Linked DNA regions of Anser cygnoides: region 2 is linked to region 1. A link is a contact called in public Hi-C data. All regions are on one chromosome and are shown on one strand. The core of a region is the stretch at or near the end of the contact, and the rest is flanking DNA. Distances in the headings are between cores, read along the strand shown.

The links. Hi-C and Micro-C count contacts between places; a contact is called where the count stands out from the background.
Region 2: a Hi-C map of liver shows a contact between it and region 1, with 5 times the contacts expected there. The contact joins the promoter of SLC35E3 here to the promoter of MDM1 in region 1. A contact is called at or near these places in 2 of 7 Hi-C or Micro-C datasets (both in liver).

The regions. Positions count from the first base shown.
Region 1 is chr1:38,520,846-38,524,931 of Taihu_goose_T2T_genome, reverse strand. MDM1 (Mdm1 nuclear protein) reads left to right here and starts at 1,744. Exons shown (of 14, transcript XM_048065430.2): 1 at 1,744-2,030; 2 at 2,471-2,576. The coding sequence starts at 2,013. It overlaps LOC136790168 (a long non-coding RNA gene), which reads left to right. Exons shown (of 3, transcript XR_010829610.1): 3 at 1,522-1,661.
Region 2 is chr1:38,663,373-38,667,458 of Taihu_goose_T2T_genome, reverse strand. It overlaps SLC35E3 (solute carrier family 35 member E3), which reads right to left and starts at 1,729. Exons shown (of 5, transcript XM_066992816.1): 1 at 1,216-1,729; 2 at 990-1,100. The coding sequence starts at 1,605. It overlaps NUP107 (nucleoporin 107), which reads right to left. Exons shown (of 28, transcript XM_066992781.1): 26 at 4,016-4,086; 27 at 3,552-3,719; 28 at 2,381-2,706. The coding sequence ends at 2,599.

The sequences.
Region 1 (4,086 bases), core at 495-2,994:
AAACAAAGGAGGAAAACAGTCACCCTCCCAAGTGTTGAGGAAATCTGAAATGACTTGAATTGCACTTAAAACTGTTTAAATGTGTTATGTAGAAACACAAGCCTTAAATGCTCTTTTTTTTTTATTTAAACAATGGGATCCAATAAATAATACAGACCAATTACCAATGGATGTACATTACATCAGTCCCAGCTAACTTATTTTCCAGAAAACTCTCTAGGCTTTGGGACAAATTATTTTCCTTCTTTTCAGTGCAATGACTTTGTGAATATGCTGTAACTTTTTCTGCACATGGACTCATTTTTATGATTGCATTATTTATTCAGCACTGACATGAAAATATTCTTAGCAGCCTAAGCATTTTAGCATTCTTACATCATATTATCTTGAATAACTGTGTGTTCAGTAATGCATATACATTGAACTTGAAGTAGCTAATATGCATCAGCAGTGATAAAGGGCATCAGGTAGCTCAGTGGTTGACATATTTACAGAAATACTTCCTCCACATCAGCTAAAGCTATCTCTTAGCTATAAGGAGGAGATAAAAAACACAATTTAAAGGAATCAATGCATGTAGATGAATATGTATTCCATCATTTCAGGATAATTTATTTTGCTTTATCTTAAAAAAAAATAGGGAAGACATCGTTAAGAAATATAATACTCAGCATTTCAGGGCGATGTGGTGTCATGTTATGTTTTTGGATTAAAGATTCAAACCCACCTTTGAATCCAGACAGCCCCAAACCATCTATAAATATATTATTACAGCTTGGCTAATTGGAAAACACCCTATAAATATACTGAAATTATGTTTGGCTTGGTTTCCATACATATCAAAGAAGAGGGATTCCTGGCAAACCTGGAATCTATGTTGAACAACAAGTTTGCCAGCTGGATTTTCATATTCTATAACAAGTTTATGCATTATTTTAGAAAATGTACTGAACTAGACCTGATTGAAAACAAACCATTGTAATAACAAAACAAACTAGTTCATTTGGTGGACCTAATGGTTTCGAGTGTAATCAGTCAATAAATTCTAACAAAATTATTGTCTTGACATTCATTAACAAAGAGGTGCGGAACTCAGAGATGCTAGCAGGGCAGCACATCCCTCACGGTTTGGCAGTTTATGTTGCAGAAAAACATTTTGCCTTGCTGACAGGCTTTCTGACCGACGCTCTCCTCTCACGCCTCAACAGTGAAACTTGTTGCTCGCCTTTTATGCGGGCTCTGATCGGATCTAAACTGCAGTTCAGTCACTGCACTTGGCTTGGGATCACTCTTCCAACGTCTAACAGGCTGCTTTGGAGAGACAGAGATGGCAAAGCCCTCGCTCAAGCAGCTTAGGCTGTGCTGGAGAACAGCAACAGGCTGCACCAAGCAGTCAGACAGGGAGAGTCAGCAGCAAAGGGCAGAGGGAGTACACACTGCCTAAGCCATTTTGCTTAATATTTCTGATTTTTTTTATTTTATTTATTTATTTTTTTAAACCCTCTCGTTAATTCAACGTAGCTAAAGAGTGGGTGTCGAAGGGAGATCAGCCGCAGAAGCGATCCCCGCAGGAGGATATGGCCCAGAAGATGGATTAGGATCTCCTGACGGCAGGCGGTGCGCCGGGAGGGCGGCTGAGCCGAAGGCACGGCAGCCCGCACACCGCCGCTCGGCCTCCGGGAAGGCAAGGGAACTTATTTTTCCGCCAGCAGAACCCCTTGGCAGCTTCGGCCAGACCTCCCGGGGCCGCCACAGCAGCAGCAAAACCACGCCGTGCCGCTTTTGGGCCGAGGGGCTCGGTGGGCAGCAGGCAAGATCTCAGCAAGTCGCGGGACCAAGATGGCCCCCGCGGGCAGCGCCCTGAGGGGAGGCGGTGGCCGCCCGGCCCCGGCCCATGGCGCTCCCCGCCCCCGTTGTGCAGCCGCCGCGCAGGCGCCCGGTGAAGGGGGCCGGCGGCTCTGCTGGGGCAGCGGCGGCGTTGGAGGCGGAGGGCAGGCACCCAGCGCTCCGCCATGCCCGTGCGCTTCAGGGTGAGGCGACGAGGGGGTGCCGGGGCGGCTGGGGGCGGCAGGCAGGCGGCGGCGGTGAAGGGCCCGGCGCGGCCCGGCCCGGCCCGGCGGGAGGAGCGGCCGCGGGAGCGGGGGAGCCTTGTGCTAAGGGAAACCGGCCCCAAAAGGCAGAAAGAGCGCCGTTGTGGGCGTGGAAGAAGTTATTTAAAGCGTGATTTTGCATGCTTTTTGTATGCGTGAAGCTGTTCCACGCTTGTTTTTTTTTTTTTTTTCCTCCTGCTGTTCGGAGGGTAGTTTTTGGTCTCTGTAGGGTTTGGTTTGGGAGGTGAAGAGCAGCCTCCTACTTTTAAGTGTTTCCTGCAGACGTCTTTTGAGGTGTTTCCTCTCAGATTGCATACCCACAGGTGCTAGAAGCGCGGCAGGCATCACTCATTTGACAGATACCTCTCTGTTTGCTGCAGGGCTTGAGCGAATATAAGAGAAACTTCAGATGGAAAACCCCAGAGTTGTGTAGCCCAGCTCAAGAGCAGAAGTCCGGGTGGGCAGGACTTCGGTCGGATCAGTTAGGTAAGCGTCCCCAAAACTGCCCCTCGAGTGCAAAACCCAGCACCACCCAAGTCAGCCCTGACGAAGATCAGCCTTAGGTGCCGTGGGTCTCGAGAGGCTTGCTGTGGTGGGGTGTGCGACCACAGCAAACCGGTAACATTGGCAGTTTGGACTCTTTACGCAATTGAAATTATATTCCTAGTTACTATTTGTAGGAATGCGTGTTTGAATGCCATCTTTCTTCAGGCTACACTGAAACTTTGTTTTAATGTTAGTGCTATTTATACAAAACCTCAAAAACGTGGTTTCTGATGTGCAGCATAAACTAAATCCCAAACATGAAGCACAGGTGCAGTGTTAACCCATACAGAGCCCGTAGAAGGATGCATTGGTTTACCTATGGTACATAGAACCACTAAGTAATTTTTTTTTATTAAGAAAAGACTAATTTGATCAAAGTCTAATATAAAGTAAAATTGTTAGGAAGACTTACCCATGGCAGCTGACTAGGACAAACAAAAAAGATGGACATTAAACGGCAAAGCTTGTGATGCTGTAGTCTGGGATTTAGTGTTCTAGATGTTATCCTGGCAGGGAAATGTGAAATTGAAAAGTAGGAGAGAAAGGAAATAGCGTCTGGATTGGAAGACCCATTGAGAGTTGAGGAATAGGAGTAAGCTGTAGAGTGATGACAACTGGCAGTGCATTGAAAAGGAGCATTAAAACAATACAAATTATTGTAGTGGCACAAAGCAGATTAACAGAGTTGTGCAATTCAGTGCAATCACACTATGCAGTCTGTGTAATTGGAGTCCAATATATTCATTAGACGATACAATAAGTGATCTCTATTATGGCCTAGTAATTAAGAACCAACTGCTGGAAGTATGGTTTGTTTTCGACCAAAATTCTAGACATTTCAGTAAATAATTTAATTTTGCCAAAGATTTTACTTGTATATTACTGCTTTCTTTGTTACAGCAAGATACGTCTTTCTTTAACCTTGCTTTCCTTGCACATGCCTGTAGGTGCGGGTACCTGTATTTAAGAGAGTAACTTCCACAAATTCTGAAATGCAGACATATCCACACATATTAACCTGTTTTGAAAATTGTAAGCTATGCATCATCTCCAGTCACGTGAAGGATGGTGAAACTTCATACAGCAAATATTACAAGACTTGCAATAAAGTCATGAGTTAGCAATACAGCAGTTTCTCCTTTTCACGTTGTAGCTGTGATTTTGTGTGTGCTTGGTGTAGTTTTCCTACATTTTTGGATTCATTTGCACTCACACCTATCTTCTGGCCATTTAACAGCGTGCATCTTTGAATGTCACTCTTGACACCTTGTAGGACTTTGTCATCGGTGCAGATTGCTGTTGTTAATATGCTTACTGTTCTTCCTGTTGAAATGCATAATTGATAGTTTTAAGAATGGCTTGGAATACTGGCAGAAAGAGTTAAGAGGTGCTCTGAGTTCTTTCCTGTTACTTTTCCAGTGTTTCTCCACTGGAATTATTTCCTACTACC
Region 2 (4,086 bases), core at 480-2,979, 140 kb before region 1:
CCTTTTCCTTCCTGCCTGCCTGCCTGGCGGCAAGGTATTATACTTGAGGAAGAACAAAAACAGCAGCAGAGCTGGGAAGAAAATGCCAGCTCCCTTCTAGCCAACACAAATTCAAGACCCTCTCCGTGATGGAGCCGAGCACCTCTGCCAAAGCAGAGCAAGCAGCTGCAGGGACCGCCTTCCACCCGCCCTTCTTTATATGCTGCACTCTGAAGTGGAGAGCATGCTTATAATACATTTGTGTACACCACTTGCTAATCCTCACTGGTTGCAGCACTGCTTATGCTGTTTTTCAAAGTCATCAATTTACTTCCACAGACAAAAATTCTGTAGTTTATTGTCAGGAATATTTCCAGAGCTTTATTAAAAAATATTGACTGCCAAACATAGTGACTTTTGCTCCTTTCATGTCATGTTCACTAGTAACATGGATTCCAGTGCACACAATATGACTTGGCTAAGTTTTTTGAAAAAATTACAGAATAATTTCCCTCAGGTGCTATCATTTCTCCAGTACACAACCACCTGAATTTAGTATGCACCATCTCGCTCCTTCTGCCCCCACACAGAACAAAAGACCATTATTTCTCATCTTGTGTGCTACAGGTTGCAGAGCCTTGCTTCTTTTGGAAGCACAGCGTATCTGCCATGAACAAATTAGAGTTTAAAGTGATGATGGCTTTCGTTTCAACATGACAGATGACTCCAGTGTGGGAAGCTTTTAGGGTCACGGCAGACAAGGTGCTGATTGCAGGCTTTTAGTCCAGCGCTATGGCAGAAAGGGCTGAGGCAATCCTTGGATACATCAATTTTTCTCCCCGTAATAAACCTTCCCCATCTGGGAAAGGCCCAGACGCGAGGTACCCGCAGCACCACAGGCATTTTGGTGACGACCTCCACCCTCAGACCCCCGCCTGCCCCGACCGGCGGCGGGCGGCACCCCCGTCCCCCCATCCCCACCCCAAGCCCCCCCGGCCGCCGTTACCGACCACTTGGTAGAGCGAGGTGACCAGGACGCCCAGCGTGGCGAACACCATGCCGAGGGCGCTGAACTTGACGTCGTAGTAGGAGTTGAGGAAGACGCCCAGCGTGATGGGCACCTGCGGGCGAGAGGCGGCGCCGGGCGCCTCAGCGAAGGCACCCCGCGACAGGGCCGCCCCCGAAGCCCCCCAAAACCTCCCCGAACCCCCCAAAACCCCCCCGCAGCCCCCTCACCAGCGTGAGCTTGATGCGCAGGGGGAAGGTCTTGCCGTAGGCCAGGCTCTGGATGGCCACGATGACCGGCGTGGTCATGGCCTTGGCCAGCTGGTAGGTGCCGATGGTGTTGCTCTGCAGGGAGAGGTTGGTGAAGACGACGAAGCCGCAGAAGCTGAGGGCCAGGGGCAGCACCTGGGCGGGCCGCAGGCTCTTGGGGGCGAAGGCGCCGAGCGCCTGGCAGAGGTAGAGGCCGAGCCAGGTGATGGCGAAGTGCACCAGGGTGAGGCTGAGGTTGGGGAAGCCCAGCCGCACGTACAGCCACTTGTTCAGGAACACGATGCAGATGGAGGCGGCCAGGTTCACCAGCAGCCCCGCCGCCAGCCGGCCCTGCGCCGGCACCCAGCCCATGGCGCGCGGCGGGGCCGGCACCGGCAGCGGCGGCGGGGACCGGCCGCAGGGACCGGCGGCGGGGACCGGCGGCAGCGGCAGCAGCGCCCCGCCGAGCCCAGCCCAGCCCAGCCCCGGCCGCCGCCGCCTTCCCCGCCCCCGCGCCACGTGGCCCCGCGCCTTCCGGCGGCGCCGCCCCCACCGGGGAGACGGGGACGGGCCCCGTCAGCCGGCGGCCTGCGCTCCGCGGCCGTAAGGGCCCTGTGAGGGGCGGCTGAGGGAGGTGGCGGCGCGCGGTCTGGAGAAGGGGAGGCTCAGGGGGGGCCTCAGTGCTCTCTGCAGGTACCTGGAAGGAAGCTGTGGGGAGCTGGGGGTCGGCCTCTTCTCACAGGTGATAGGACAAGAGGGAACGGCCTCAGGTTGCGCCAGGGGGGGCTCAGGTTGGAAATGAGGAGACATTTCTTCTCAGAAAGAGCAGTCAGGCACTGGGACGGGTTGCCCAGGGAGGTGGTGGAGTCACCGTCCCTGGGGGTGCTCGAGGGAAGGTTGGACGTGGTGCTTAGGGACATGGTGGGTGACATTGGTGGGAGGACAATGGTTGGACCAGATGATCTTGGAGGGCTTTTCCAACCTTAACGATTCCACGCATCCTCACCCCTTTTCCACTGAACCTTTGCACATTCTCCTACTGCTGAATAATGCTCTGGAGGCAGCGCTTCAGCACAGAGCAAGCACGTTAAGGAGGTTCACACTCTCCCCATACACACAGACAGGGTAGATTAGTATGAACACAGTGTTTGTTTGAAAACCACTTTTATTAGAAAAAAATACAAAAGAGGGCCATAACAAATATCCTCTCATGTTGGTCAGAATCTTTCAAGTTCATAAATTAAAGCTGAGGTGTTTTTCTTTAACCAAAGATCTGAACAGCTTAACTGATGCATGTTTTTGTTCTTGAAATCGATGTGTCTAGACTTTATGTTCAAAAGTCTTTGCAAGTATCTACACAAAAATCTATGACTGAATTTCATATCCCAGTGGATCGAGGTCCTGGTCCAGAAGCATCAGAGAAGATTCCCTCAGCTTCTGTAGAAGTTTTCTGAGTTCTTCTTTTGAAAACACCTAAAAATAAAAAATAAACAATTGAGTTGTATTTTTGTACAATGAACTGCACTGATAGCAAAATAAATGGTGGTTAACTGAGTTACACAGTGTTTTCATGTCTTTTTCATTTAGGACAGTGTCCACAACAGACATTTCGGAATGGCATTTATTAAAGGACTGGAAGCTAGTGGCAGTATTCAAAACCTGCAAGTAATGTCAAGACAATTCTGTCTTATAACTAGTACAAACATTATTGGGAAGCAGCCCAGTTTAATTTTCCTGTTACTGCTGCACATATTAAGCCAATCCATGCAAATGCATCACAGTATTTTTCTTAGCGTTGATGGTTCTCATCAGGTTTCTTTTTTTTTTGGGGGGGGGGGGGGGGGGGGGGGGAGGGGGCAGGGAGGGGGAGGGAGCAGGGGACATTGTGCCTTTTTTGGTGATATATTTTGGGGGGATTGTTTTTCAGGGTCTTGGAGGGAGAGGTTAGGTAAACCAAGTACTCCAAAATGAAAGGTGCTTATAAAATGTTCTGAAATGTAATGGAAAATAAAATTGTAACTGTTTTTTTTACAGCTCAACTTATATCAATAGCCCTCATCCAAAAATTAGTAACTGCACTACTCAGAAAAACTGAGTTGTCATCTTCAGTGATGATGAATTTCAAATTTAATTCCTAGATTGCTTTCAGTCAGCACACAAAGAAACCCTTTACTACTGCAGCGAATGGGAAGAGATGAAGAAACTTCGGATGTTAAGTAACATATGGTATCTTCCTTTCTGAATAGAAGCTTTGCCCACAGTCAACCCACAGAAGTTTTAATTGGAAGCCAAGCTGTCTAGAGCTCTCAGTAACTCACCGTATAAAGCTTGTGTCGCTCAGAAGCGACCATGTCAGCCAGTCTCAGGCACTCCTGATATTGTCCAGTACTGTGTAACACCGTGTGCAGTAAAAAGCACATCATTGGCAGACACAGCTTGCGCAGCAAAATCATCTGATGTGTTCGCTCAGGGTCGTCCTCAGCATCCTTAGTATAGGAAAACATGTATGAGTATTATGAGTGTTTACCTTTAAAAGACAACTCAACGCAATCATGCAATTAGTAATGTCAGAGGCAAAAAACTGGGCTAACCAGCCTAGACTGGACTGCCAGATCTGATCTATAAAGTAACTGAAGGGGAAGCAATCTGTAACCGGTCACAGCAAGGCCAGAGAGAATTATTGCTGAGTAAACAGAAGGACGTCAAGCTAAAGATGACAAAGGCACAGCTGGGTATGATCCAGCGTTTGTGATCTGTGCCATGATATAAAAAGTCATTTTACCTCTCTAACGTCAACCATCCATCCTCCATCAACAAAGAGCAACACGTTGTACATTTTCTCTTTCACGTCAG